3 separate regions of the Gossypium hirsutum genome follow, and regions 1 and 2 are each linked to region 3. A link is a contact called in public Hi-C data. All regions are on one chromosome and are shown on one strand. Each heading gives the region's core, a stretch centred on a gene start, on an enhancer-like site or on the middle of the called end of the contact. The rest is flanking DNA. Distances are from core to core; before and after follow the strand shown. Region 1 holds the start of LOC107916211 (probable serine/threonine-protein kinase DDB_G0282963). Region 2 has its middle 5.8 kb from the start of LOC107916227. Region 3 holds the start of LOC107915086.

Region 1 (5,058 bases), core at 1,734-4,233, 190 kb after region 3:
TTAATACCAACAAATAACTACAGAGTACAAGGACTCATTTATTGCAATGACAGAGCGGTTTCATGAACTAGAATTTACCACAAGAATGGCATAAGATCCTCAAAAAGGATTCAGCATTTTTCATATTGCACGGTCTATATTAGACTTGGGCATCATATGTAGGTTCAATGAGCCTACATCATACAATAACATATGGAAAACTGGCTGAGGAACTCCTTGTCACCATCTTTCCATTTTATGCACACTCTTATTTACATGAGTGTATCAAATATGATTTGATGGAAAAAAGCAAAAGCAAATCATGATATATCTTATCCCAAAATTTTTAATGTATATTCATCTATAATGTTTTGTACGTCTTCCCGAAAGTGAAGGCACCGGAGTAGAACATACGGATTCAAACCACAGACCATGATACACTGTTCCACAAGAACCTGTGAGGAAAGCAGGAACACAAAGTAAATATTATTATATCTAAGGAAAACATCACCCAGAAATAAATACAACAGAATATAGAAACAAAGCAAAGCATGGACCAAGCTTAAGTCAAAGACCAAGTTCTCATCCATTGAAATGATTATCCAGTGGGCATTTGGGGTATCCAGTGGGCATTTGGGGTTCCATTCATGTGCTTTGACATTACCCAAATCAAAAACGGATGAACAGTGGTTAATCAGTGTAAAGTTCAATACTTCTACGCTTAAAAGTAGTGGCTCCAGTTAGGAACAAGTTCATAATTCCTTTATGACTCCTAGGTGCTCACTCGAAAAAATTTACCTTGCCCAATTTGATCTCCAATTGTCAAGTCCTCCCACAAGATTTCATAATCTAAACAATCGACATCCATCTCAGCTCTATTAACTGCACTACTGCTAGTACTTCCAAAGCTGCTGACACTGCTGGTGCTGTTAACATTAACAGAGGATGACCACGAGCCTGATGGCTCATTATTGACAGGGGTATTATTTTCATTAACGTGGCCTTCAGATTTTGCAGCAGAATATGAGCTTTTCTGTACAAATAAATCATTCTCTTGATCATTTGCCAATCCAGGCCATACAAAACGAGTAGTTCTTGCCTCTGATCCTGCTTGATCATTCTCTTTCCAAGGCCACGATATCCCCTTTTTACCCACTAAGGTCATAATCTTTTGGATTGCAGGTTTTCCTTCACTCTCATCACCAGAATTGTGAGAGGTGTTCATGGGGGACTTTTCATCCAACGGATAAAATACACTAAAGGCAGATGGGTAAATACTTCCCCTAGGTGTACAAGCTCCACTGGAAACTGCATCTTCTTTAAGATCAGAATGAGCTGCAATGGAGCAACCATGCTCCAAATAATGACCATCTCCACTTTCTCCTTCACGATCGACACAATACTCTCCCATCTTAAATTTGGACTTCATTTTGTTGCTCACCTTAAGCGCCTGCATAACTCTTAACAATCAATCCAAGCCAAACTACAAATATATATAGTAACACTAAAATCCAACTTCCAACACATTAAAATTAAGGAACTAATACCAAATTTGTTAGTTCTGATGCAATTGCTGTTTGCATAGGTTGTTGAGGATCCAGACCAAGTTTAGCTGAGACAGCATTTTTAGACCGGCTAAAGGTTGAATCTCCTTCAGGTTGCTTTCCAGCCAACACTGCAGCTCTCCTTTCTTGCAAAGGCTGAGTATCACTGGATACACAAATGATTCCAACTAATGAACTATCATCGTCATCATCCTCATCATAAAAAAGAGTATACGTTGCAACAGCCAAAAACCTCTCCCCCATTTTATTCTTGAAAGGAAATTGTCCAGTCCAGCTATCCCCCGTCATAACACAATGAACAATATTAAGTGCAACAGCGAAATCCCTATGATCAACAAGAAGTTGAATGGCATCTTGCTCTAAAGCCTCTGCTGCTGAATAACCATAAAGTTTTTCGGCAGCTTTATTCCTGCAAAAAAGAAAAGCATAATTTTTTTTTTTAAATGAAAAACTATGCTCAAATGATAACGCTTACTTAATACTTTTTTTCTATTTAAGTTACAATTTACTTCAAATTACAACCATAATTAATAGTTAAAAGCAAAAAGTAACTAAATCAACTCAAACTAACTCATCAGAATAAATATAAGATCAAACCCAGTGAAATTTGAACTTTGGAGCTCAAAGTTCCCTAACCTCCTTGCCATTAAGCCAAAGGCCCCATTCTCTATAATGCTACTAAGTAGTTAATAAACAATGTTAAACCACATCACTAATTACTAATTTAGAACATAAAAACTTGGTGTTTGCAACTGAATGATCTTAAAAGCGAAACCCTTTTCGCTTACCAATAAATTATACGGCCACTAAGATCAAATATATGAACAGATTGCCCCATAGACTGAAATATATTCAAATACTGGCTGTTAGTGAAATTGACGGCTGCTGGCCCGACGTTCCCGGTTCTTTCGATAGCTCCTCCTCTTCCTCCTACTCCTAAATCTCCTCCGGTGCCGCTGTCGCCATTGACAGTGTCATTGTTTCTGCTCTCTCTTCGCAACGGCGAGGAGTGCCGAAACGAAGCTGAATCTTTCTTCCAAGCAGCAAGCTTCGCCGCGTTCCCCGGGAAGCGCGGACGTCGAGGGGAAGTAGAGTGAGATCTTTGATGAGTTGAATTGGCCTTGGAATCGCCACCGGATTGTTTTAAAATAGAAATTTCTTGCTCGAGATCGGCATGTCCCGCTTCAAGTATTTGGATCTTCTTCAAAAGCTCCTCTGCTGAAGGGGTTTCCATATTCCCTTCAAATAATCGAATTCAAAGCATGGATCTTCGAATCTTTCATAACATATAAAGATTTCTCAACCTCTCTCTGTGCGTGTTACAAACTTTCCTCTTCAACAGGTCAAACTCTAAGACTTAAAAGACCGAATATTTTCTTTCCGGGCGGTTTCTCTGTTTCGGTTGGTTAGCGGCTAACTTTTTTATGTTAGATATTTTCATTATTCAGAAGATATTTTTAATGCTATAGTTTTCTTTAATAAAAAGGGGTTAATTCACGTGACCATCCTTAAACTATGATCTAATTTTAAATTGGTCTCCAACTTTAAAACATCCTCACAATATCAATATCAACATCAATATCAATATCAACTAGATCGTTCTTCAAGCCTAGTATTAACTTTGATGTTAACGCTCATGAAACATTTAACATGTAGATTAAATTGAGAACATGTACACAATTACTGTATGTATAGTTTGAATTTGATATTTTAAAAAACTTGCTCTCTTAAATTTTATTTTATCAACACATTAAATCCAAACCGTTTATTTGATAGTTGCAGACAAGTTTATAATTTGATCCCCATAAGTTAAATATGTTCCACGTCAAGTCTAAACTACCATTTAATGCCTAAATAGAGGATTAAGTTGTTGGAAGGCTTTGATAGATATGATACTACTATCTAAAACCCAAATAAATGATTAAGTTGGTAGAAGGATATGATTGATATAATATTAATAGTTTAAATATTTAATCAAACTATTTTGAACTTGAAGGATGAATTTATAATTTTGAGGATAATATATGGATGTTTGTGGAATTAATCTAAAAAGGATGGGAATGGGTTATTCCATGAATGTCAAAAAGGGTAAAGTCCAAAGCTTTGGGAAACCATTGTCATTGTCGTCATCTAATAAATGAAAAACCCGCATGATTTTGACAAAAATATAATGAGAGATTGACATGGAATACGGAATACCTAACCTAACCTAACCTCATCTCATCCCCACACCCATCCATTCAGCCACGGTTTGTTCACATTAAAATATTTTAAAGTTAAAATAATAAAGAGTATTTATGTCATTCATTAATTTTATAATTTTTTTGCACTAAATAATTTAAATTACAATTTTTTAAAAAAATTTAAAATGGATTAATGATAAATTTGAAAATTTAAGATTTGTTTACCACTTTAATCTTTTGTGTTGTTATAAGTGTCACATAATTTATTATCTAGGGTAAACTATATAATTAAACATCTAAGTATTAAAAATTTACATTTTTAACATTTAAAATAAAAAATTTACATTTTAAACACTCATGTTACATAGTTTACTCTCGTCAAAACCACAAATAGTAAATTAATGTGACAATTTAAAAAGTCACTATAATAATGAATTTAACCCTCAAGATATTAAATCAATTTAGTCATAATTTTTAAAATTAATCCTTAAAATTTATAAATGATTTTAATTTGATCCTAATTCTAAAAAAATTAAAGAAATATATAAATACATAAATTAAAAAATATAATAATAAATTTGAATTTTATATTAATATTAAATAAAATAAAATAACCTCCCTCACCGGGTCCCTCCCCCTCTTCCCCCACCGGACCTCCCCCACTACCATCCCCCTCTCTCACGTTGTGTGCTACTGCAAATTAAGGAATTGTGTCTACATTATGTTTATCCTTGGTTTACCCGCCCTGTCATGGAAAATTTTTTCTTCCTATATCTCTTTGCCTCAAATTCCCTAACATACCCAATTTAAATATGGGCATTTCCATATAAGATGAAGATTATGTTATCCAATGGCACATGTGGTCCCAAAGCTTTCTCACTAGATTTTCTCTATATTTGTTCTGAAAAAACAAAGTGAGACCCAATTGGTTGTAACTATGGTTATTTTACTTTATTTGATTTTTGGGCATTCAAACATTTGACAATTTAAAAATAGTTATCCTTTCATGAAAAATCAACCAACATTCGTCTTTGTGCGTCCTCATTCTCCTATATAAACATTCGACTATGTTTCATGACTTGTATTGCCTTTCCTACTTATGTTTTTTCTTTTCTTTTCTTTTCTTTTTCAGACTAAAGATTGATATTATTTTGTTCACTGTTTCCTACAATTTCCAACTAATAGCTTTGAGTAAATTGCAGCAACAGCAAAGAGGGAGAGGGATGGTGTTGAGCGAGGGGGAGTGGGAGTGGGAGTGGGAAAGGGACAGGGTGGGGAGGGGAGGGGAGGGGAGGGGAGGGGTTTTTTTTTTCTTTCTATTTAATGTTAAT
Region 2 (4,923 bases), core at 816-3,315, 200 kb before region 3:
AAGAAAGCATTACACGAAAGATAGCAGAAGCACCTCCATAGGACGTTCCGTGTGCATTCGTCACAGGTCTTGATCCGCGGCTCATGACACTAGGTTATGCTTGATGCTTTATGATTACTGATTTATGCAAAATTTCTAAAAGAATTGAAGGTTTCTCCATCTTATTAATGCATAATTAAGGTGTTTTTGCTACCACACTCTTTTTAATAAAAAAAAATTAGTTTGTTGGTGTTTGATTCAGTAAAAATATATTAGATCAATATAAAATAATAATCGAAAAAAATTAAGGCTTCATTTGATTTCAAACAATAAAGATCATTTTAATTTTCTTGGAAAATAAAAAAATATTGAAAGAAATGAGTTTAGTTGAAAATTTTTAAAAATAAAAACATGTGAAAATGAAAAAATACTAAAAAAATGTTTTCATTGTTTCTTACTAAAAATGCTTTGCAAAACTGAAAAAATTTGACAACACCAGTTTTCATTTATAAATAGAAAAATATTCTTTTTTCAACAATTTTTAAATATCAATAATTTTAATAATTTATTTTATTTTATTTTATTTATAGAAAACAGATACTAACTTTCATATTATGTTTTCATTTTTTTAAAACAATTTTTTTCTTTTATTTAATTTAAAAGGAAAAAAAAGGTTTTAGAAGCTTTTTTCAGTAAAATGAATTTCACTATTGTGTAAATGATAATAATAAAATGTATATATTATAAATAAATTAATTAGAATAAAATATAGTTTAAAAATTTCAAATTTATTACTAAATAAACATCTAAAATCCATATATTAAAAAAATTATCATTAATGCTATATTTCCAAATAGTTTACACTATTTTCTAAATCCAAATTCTAAAATACAATTTCCCAAATCACATTTTACATATTTTGTCACCTTTCTCACCTCCTCTAGAGTATTTGGCTTCCTTCAAGACTCGTTGTTACAATCTTTTCCATTTCCCTTTTCTTTTCTCTTCTTCAAAGTATGGTTTCAGTCCTCATTGTCTTCAATTTGCTGCTACTACTAACTTACATAAACGAAAACACAAATTGAGTTTTGATTGTTTTGTAGTTTGGATATTTTTCTTGGAATTCCAATGATTTTTGTTTCTCCTTCTTTGGGTGGGAATTGGTATTCTTTGAGTTCAAGTTTTGATGTTGATGGCCCAATGTGCATATTGCCCAATATTATAAAGATATTGGCAGCTCACCTTATCCCCCCATCTATTACATCATTATTCACCAAGGAGCCCCTCAAGTGGTGAGTTTGTTTTTATTTTACCAATGTACAAACCAGATCCAAACTTGTTGCTTGAAAATGAATATCAAGGTGAAACTCAAGATCTGATCCATCATCCATAATCACACAACTCACCTCTTTACCCCTATGCAACGCATGATTGTATACATTTTTACTTTTTTTTATTTGTTTAGTTAGATCAAGTTTATGTAATTCATTTGTTTAGTTAAAATAACTTTTTATTTTTGTTTAATTTGTTACATAAAGCATTTGAAGCAATTACTAATAAATTCAAACAAGTTTATTAACATCACATTTTAAATCAAATAGCATTTATGATTGCTTTACGGCCTTTTTGATTAATTTTATTTATTTATTTTGATTCAGTAAAACTTATAAAATTTTAAATTAGTAATGATAAAATCGTTCTTTGACTCCCTAAAAATAATAAAAATTTGATTTAATCTTTTAAAAATTATAAAAATACTATTAAAATGATAAATTTACATTTTTACTATCGTAAAAATATATTTTAAACTAACCCTAAGTAGGGTTTATTGGATTTCCACAAACCATATTTACAGTTAGTTTAGAATATATTTCCTTATTAGAAAAATGCGTATACACTAGCAGAAGATCATGCTCACAGAAAAACATCTAAACAAGGTTGGGTTGACATCCTTGATAAAGGATTGTGTTTGAATATGTTAGAGAAAAATAATTTGGTAAGTAGGGTTTAAGTTAGTAGGGTTTAGGGAAAGGGTTAAGGTTTTGGGTATATTTCTAAAGAACCTGGATTTAGATACCCATAAATGTCAAAGTAGAGACTATTTTGTATGAGTTTTCATCACTATGAATCCAAACCCAACCCAACCCATTACCTAAACCCAAACCCATCATAATTTATACATGATATCCAAAAATTAATCCCTACCCATAAATTAAACCCTAAGCATATTATCTTCAAATCTTAAATTTATACCTTTTTGTTTTCATTTTATGAAATAGGCAATCTTATGTTAATTATTTAGTATGGGTTTAGAAGAGTGATGCGGTGCGTTTAGCTTACTTTTTGTCTTACGTTATCGTTGCAATATCTAATTTCACCGTCACCATTATTTTTATATTAATCACAGATAAATCTATCCAAACCCACCCTTGATCTCCTTACCTTAAAAGCAAAAAAACATCCTATCCATTTTACTATATATAAAATATTAAAATATTCTTATTTTAAAAGATAATTAAATATTGTTATAACGCTATTTTTATATTTTCATACATTTATATAATCTTTAAATAAAATATTTAAAAATATATTTAAAAATCGAAAACAAGACCAATAAATTTATATAAAAATGTCTTACTATTCTATCAATAATAATTTATTAAAATATTTTTATAAATATTTTTTTAATATAAATCTATTTTTACTTATCTACCTCGTGAGTGTGATGATATCTAATTATTATTGTAAGCTTTGAAAGAATCTTTTAATAACCTTTTGGAGGGTGGGCCAATTGGGTCGTCGAAAAGGTTTACCTTATCTGTTATTTGTCTAGGGACCCTTCCCACAATACAATTAAACGTTGTCTTCTTAATTTTAATTAATTTAAAATGCTATAACTTTTCCATTCCAATCTATTCCCCACTTGGAACTAGAGTTGTTCATGGATTGAGCTAGTCGGTCTGACTCAAAGGTCTGTCTAAAAAATAGGTTTGGGTAAAAAATAAGACCCGTTTAGAAAATGAGCCAATCCTTAGGTAATGTTTTTTTGGCTTAGGCTTGGCCTAAATTTGTAAAAAGAATTTGTTGTTTTGTTGTTGTTTTCCCGCTCTTTTGTTACCATTTTATTATTATGTTGCTACTATTTTGTTGTTATTATTTGGATATTGTATAACTCTTGTTTTATTGTTAATTTTGCTACCATTTTAGAGTCATTTACTTGTTAAGTTGTACTTATCTTACTATTCTTTAAAAATAAATACTTTTTAAATTTATTTTTAATTTGTTGGGAAACATTTATTTTAATATTTTTAATGTATTTGATGTATTATATTTTTTAAAAATTTTATATAAAAAATAAAATAAAATAAAATAAATTTAATACGGCAGGGTCGAACCTGGGTTTTAGCATTTTTTATCTAGACTTAACTTGAACAAAAATTTAAACTCATTTTTCGGATCGAGTCGGACCCGAACCTATCAATCGAGCCTACAATTTTATTAGGGCTTGACCTGAACCCGAAACGACTGTGAACAAGTCTACCCGAAACCATTCAATTCAAACTTAACAAAGAAACTCATTTTTCACTCTATATATTATGGCGAATTCAATATTTTACCTAAAAAAACAAAAAAAAATATATAAAAAAGTTAAAAAAAAAAGAAGTAACAGGATTATTAAGAATTTTTAAAAAATATATATTTGCCTATCAACTTTCATGTAAGTTCTTTTATAATAATAATAATTTTTATTTTTACTTGAGTGAGTCATGAAATTTTTTCTTAATGCATATATATATATTTTTCTTTTCCTTTTAATCGATTTGAACTCACATGGTGGAAGCCATGCCCATGTATAAAAGGCAAGAAAAGAAAGGTAGATGGGGGGCATGGCCACGAGGGAGGGTTAATTAGTTTGCTTTTACATGGCAAATAAAGGTGTACTGCAATTTTTAAGCTGTTGGCCTAAACCTTGACATGTCACATGTGACTAATGATTTTTTCACATGCCTTCTTTGAATCTTTATTACCACTTTTTCAACAATCTTTCATCTACCTTTTTTTAAAAAAAATAAATAAATAGATATAAAATAAAATAAAATAAAGGGTATTCATAGGTTGATTTAATTAATTAAATATCGATTAACATCTTAATAAGTATTGATGTTTAAGTCTCATTCATAAATCCATTTAAGAAGTAAACTTTATTGACCAAATAATTATAAAGGACAAATGCTTATATTATAAGTTGTAGAGTAAATTAGTGTTTTCATAGGAAATAATTCAGTGATTGTGCATTTAATTTTGAAGTAAAAAGAACAAATTTAAACTATCATGACCTTGAATGTTAAAAAATCTCATTTACAGTTAAACTTAAAAGTAAATGCACAATAATTAAATTGCCCACTAGAGTTATAAATTTGTTCCAAAGCCTATAATATAAAAACCCATAAGTTTAACCCATAATAAAAAATAACTAAACAAACAAGCAAAATAAAGAATTTTTGCAATAAAATTATATATATATGCATATATTTGGGTTACACCCTCATCAAATTCCTTGCCAAAGCACTTGACTTCTATGCTTGAAAATAAAATTCGGCGAAGCTCGGCCTCACCTAATTCCACATTACATAAGATAGGTCTAGGAAATCCCTAAAAGATATACAGGGAAGAGCTCATGCTAGTGTCACGGACTTAAGATTCTTGCCTCAGAATCCGTGCGGCCTTAGGCAGTTTCTTACTCCAAAAACGCCTAAGTCAGCCTAACTTCCACAAAAGAAGGATTCAACAGAATTCCTCCCAAAACCACAACTCAAGCGAAAGCAACTCAAAGCCAACAAGATGAAAGAAAAATGAGACAAGAACAAGCCAGGGAAAATAAGAACACAAGAGAGAAAAGTTTGAGTGAATGCTCTCAAGGATTCTTCTTACTCAAAACTCAAG
Region 3 (4,451 bases), core at 367-2,866:
TATACCTTGTCGAAGTTAACAATAAATATAGCAGTTGGCACAGGTCTATCCATCTCTTTAGCAGAATATCCCCCACTTTTGATGTCAAATATATATGAATATAGCTTTTGGAATACTGGCTCCACAGCTGTTGCTTCCACCTCAAATAGGGGCACCTCTCTCCCAAAATCAGGCTAATATGTAAAATGAAAAAAGAAAAAAGAAAAAAGAAATTGATATACAAAAGAATTCATATAGTTAATATTCTTTCCACTATCAAGAGTAATAGTAAATATGAAGCAATATAGTAGACCTCTCTTGCAGAACCAGCAGGAACCATGGCCCCCTTCAGTGCCTTCTCAAGCGCAATCAATTCTGGCTGTCCTGCCTATAGTAGAACAAATAAGTGAAGAACAACACTAACAACTCAGTTTAGATATCTAGCTGAAGCTTAAACCAGTAGTAATTATTAAGATGCAATAAGGAATGAAAAAACTTACAGGAAATGTGTTATAAACAACATGATGTTCGATATCAAGGGGCTCCTCGGTCTCGAGACAGGAAGGCCTATGAGAGGGAAAGCTAACTCTCAGAAACTCCTCCAATTTCTGTGAATCGACATTGTACCGATAGCCACCATCTCCATTGAGACCAATTAGCACCACATTCACCTCGAGCGGAACCTGAAATGGAACCTGCACAACAGAACCTGTTCTAATCATAACCATAGATGAGTAAAACTAAGCTAACAGCCACAACCTCTTCATGTTTCTAGGGATTTCAGGAACGCAATTTAAATTTTGAATCACATTTTGGGAGAGATCAACTGCGTAGCTCATTCACTCAAGTCGAAACCTATAATATTGGTAAGTTCCTTTAAAGTAATCATTAAAACAACAAAAAGTCAATGAAAATTGGCGAGAAAAATGTCCATATAAGTTTCTTTAGAGATTTAACAAGATTTTTAGAAAGGGAACCTTTTCCAATCATAACCAGAGATGAGAAGAACTAAGCTAGCAGCCACTAACTCTTCAAGGTTCTAGAGATTTTCAGAACGCAATTCGAATTTTGAATTACATTTTAGGAGAGATCAACTGTGTAGCTCAAATTCAGTCAATTCGAGTCCTATAATTTTCGTAAATTCGACGCTCTAAAGTAATAATTAAAATGAAAAAACCTCGATGAAAACCCGACATTATTAATAATATGAATTTCTTTCAAAAAAGAAAACTCGATGAAAATTGGCGAGGAAAAAGTCGTCATTAATTTCTTCACAGATTTAACAAGATTTTCAGAGCGAGAATCGATTACCTCAGCACGCGTGTGGAGCGTGCGGCGAACATCGGATCGGACGCTGTCGCGAACTTCGAGGAATGCGCTATGGTGCCAGTGAGGGAGGCCGGGGTCTCTTTTGAACGCTTGTTGAGTAGAATCGGAGAGAGTTGCGAGTCCACTGAGTGTAACGAGAAATATCGCATATGATAACATAGACGATAACCTCGATCTCGATTCCATTTCAGTGATAAAAACAGAGGAGAAATGCGTGAAAATGCTACTCAATTAATTTTGTATGAGCTTTTTAGCCATTACCGGCGATGACTTGCGCCTAGACTGAACTGTGAAATAATAATTTACAAAGTTTCCAAAATGATCCCTGCTTTTGTGGTTAAATTACGAGATGTAGAATGAAAACATTTTATAATGGGCCTTTTGATTTTGGGCAATCAATTTTCAACTTGAAGCAGCCCACCCCATCTTCTCCTTTCATCAAATTACGAAGGGTTAGACTTGGTGTGTTTTTCCGTTATTTTGAAAAATAAATAGAGTGAAAAGAAAATTAAAATGATGAAAAATTGAAGGATGGAAAAATAAAAAGATAAAAAAATATATGTAATTTTTCTTTTTATATATGCGCCGGGTAGAAAAGATGGAAAAGATTTTTTTTCTTTCATTACCGAGTAAAATTGAAAGATTAAATTAAATAAAATAAAACATTTGAAAAATACACAATTTAAATTAAGAGACACTTCTCTCTCACTTTCTCTCTAATCGTCATTTCAATTTGGAAGATTTTTTTTTATGCATTAGAATAAAAAATTATTATTTCTCCTATTTTCTTTCCCACCCAGTATACTTAAAATTTATTTTCTTTCCACTTTTCCACTCCCTCTCGACATCACTCCACTTTTTCACCTAACCAAGCACACCCTTAAGATTTGCTTGGTACAAATGAAAGAAATTTAGAAAAATGGAGAGGAAAACTAGAATGATGGAAAATATAAATTTTCTTTCCATAGATGTACTTGGTAGAAAAGATGAAAAAAAAGTAATTTTCTTTCTCTCAATTGCTTGGTAGAGTTGAAAAGTGAAAGCAAAGCAAATAAAACAACCGAAAAATGTAAAATTTGAACAAACATATACTTTTCTCCCATTTTCTTTTCTCTGATCATTCCAATTTAGAAAGATTAATTTTTTATGCATTAGAATAGAAAATGATCATCCCTTCTATTTTATTTTCTCACTTTTCTTTCCAACTAAATACACTTCAAATTTATTTTCTTTCCATTTTTTCATTCTCTTTTTCCATCCCTTTATTTTTTTCATCCAACCAAATACACCTTAAAGTCATATGCAATGGTACAACCTTAAAAGACATAGGTACTTTTTTGTTTGAAGAAGCACTTTTAGAATCAAAATAATATTCTTAACCCTCATTTATTATTAAATTTATTTTTTTGCGATATTTATATTAGGTATACAATTATTTCACTTCTTGAAATTTATTTCAACATTATATATTTGAACTAATTTGTATTCTTATGTGATGCACAATTATATATATTAACTTTTTAATTCTTTTATAACATAGTTTATGTTAATTTCTTCAAAAAAGTCATTATTAAATTAAAAATTAATGTAATTAAAAATATTTAACTAATTTAGAATCAGTTATATTAGTGTTATTTAATCTTAAAGGTATTTACTATTAAAACAATACAAAAATTCATCATGGTATAAATATTAATATTAATACATTATAGTTTAAAACTATTATTAATAATATTAATATATTATAATTTAAAAATATTATTAATAATTTCTTACAGATTCTTTATTTTATATATATTGTTAAATTAATTTGTTTTAATCTTAAAATTGTTAATATTCAATTTTTGTAATTTTATGTTTATTTTTGTTCTACTTTAATCAATGAATATAATTAATTCTTATTATATTTGAAAAATATAAATTTAATTTGATAAATGTTATTAATAAGTGTCTGTCTTTAAAAATATATTTTAAACTTAACAATTTAATATCCATTAATTTAATATTATAACATTAAAATTTAATTTAAGTAAAATCTTCTACTTTGATAAATGTTATTATTATCATGTGTCTTTCTTCTTCTTTTTGGTGAAAAGTAAAGAACAAATGATTACATGGATTTATTCATAGATACAGTGCCTCTAATACTATCTTCTTGCAGTATTTCTTTGATTGCCATGGGAGGATCTTCGAACATATGTAAGTCTTCATCGTCCAATGAAGCAATTTTTGTTATTGCACTTATTAAATTCTCTAAGGATATATTCTAAGAATCACTTCTCTTCATTTAATAAAATCTGTTGATTTCACCTAATCAAAGCGAAATTTGATCTTTCAAGTTTATTGTTGCCGATGATTTTAACGACATCAAGATTATTAGATTCGATGACGACCTCATCATAACCTTGTTTTTGAATCAGTAATAAACCATCTAAAATGCCCATCTAAAACCGAGCACTTCCCCAAAAAACAATTGTAGCCCAACCATATGAAACCTTATGATTTCATCCGAACTCATTGATTTACCTTGGAAAATGATCAAATTTTGATTTTACCAGATTCGCCAAAGTAATAACCCGAAGAAACATAACCATTCCAATTCTCTCATGCTAGGATTTGACTAAACTTGTAGATTTGAAAGTATCCAATCCGATAAATTACAATAGAAAAAATGTCTCTTCAGATTTGGCGGGAGAACATCTCTAAGAACATGTAATGCATCCTTGAATTCATGGCCACAAAGGTGACACGACTCGTCTTGTCCAATACCCCTACGGAGCCTTTCAGAATTAGTTAGAAGTCTCTATTTTAAGGCTAGCCAAATAAACTGTCGCACTCTTTGGAGACCCGAAAATTTCCATACAATGTTCCAAATACCATCTCTTGGATTCCAAGACCCCTCTTTTAGCATCCAACATGCGCTTTTGACTGAAAAAATGCCAGACAAGGTACAAGTCCATGATATAAAATACGATCCCGTAGAAGCCATAGGTGGTGGAACACTAATGATGGGTAGGATGACATTTTTTGGAAACCAAACTCAACTAATAAAATTAAGAAAAATAAACATCCTAACCAATTTTATTTAATTACTTTAGCATTCTATGTTTTATGAGTTATTCTTTCTGTAACATTAAACATAT

Evidence for each region. Hi-C and Micro-C count contacts between places; a contact is called where the count stands out from the background.
Region 1: a contact with region 3 is called in a Hi-C map of leaf, with 3 times the contacts expected there. The contact joins the promoter of LOC107916211 here to the promoter of LOC107915086 in region 3. A contact is called at or near these places in 7 of 34 Hi-C or Micro-C datasets (hypocotyl, leaf and petal).
Region 2: a Hi-C map of leaf shows a contact between it and region 3, with 4 times the contacts expected there. The contact joins the enhancer-like site here to the promoter of LOC107915086 in region 3. A contact is called at or near these places in 18 of 34 Hi-C or Micro-C datasets (anther, callus, fibers and 4 more).

What each region holds. Positions count from the first base shown.
Region 1 is chrD10:52,857,999-52,863,056 of Gossypium_hirsutum_v2.1, reverse strand. It overlaps LOC107916211 (probable serine/threonine-protein kinase DDB_G0282963), which reads right to left and starts at 2,983. Exons shown (of 13, transcript XM_016845364.2): 1 at 2,333-2,983; 2 at 1,527-1,953; 3 at 778-1,429; 4 at 394-434. The coding sequence starts at 2,778.
Region 2 is chrD10:53,250,778-53,255,700 of Gossypium_hirsutum_v2.1, reverse strand. No RefSeq gene overlaps it. Among protein-coding and RNA genes, the nearest start is that of LOC107916227, 5.8 kb to the left of the region's middle. Within about 2 kb of position 2,065, at least 2 of the 9 cell types and tissues checked have an H3K27ac peak or open chromatin away from gene starts, as enhancers often do. A contact at or near this core is called in fibers and leaf, where this site is marked.
Region 3 is chrD10:53,048,817-53,053,267 of Gossypium_hirsutum_v2.1, reverse strand. LOC107915086 reads right to left here and starts at 1,616. Exons shown (of 16, transcript XM_016844203.2): 1 at 1,291-1,616; 2 at 480-674; 3 at 293-367; 4 at 6-173. The coding sequence starts at 1,494.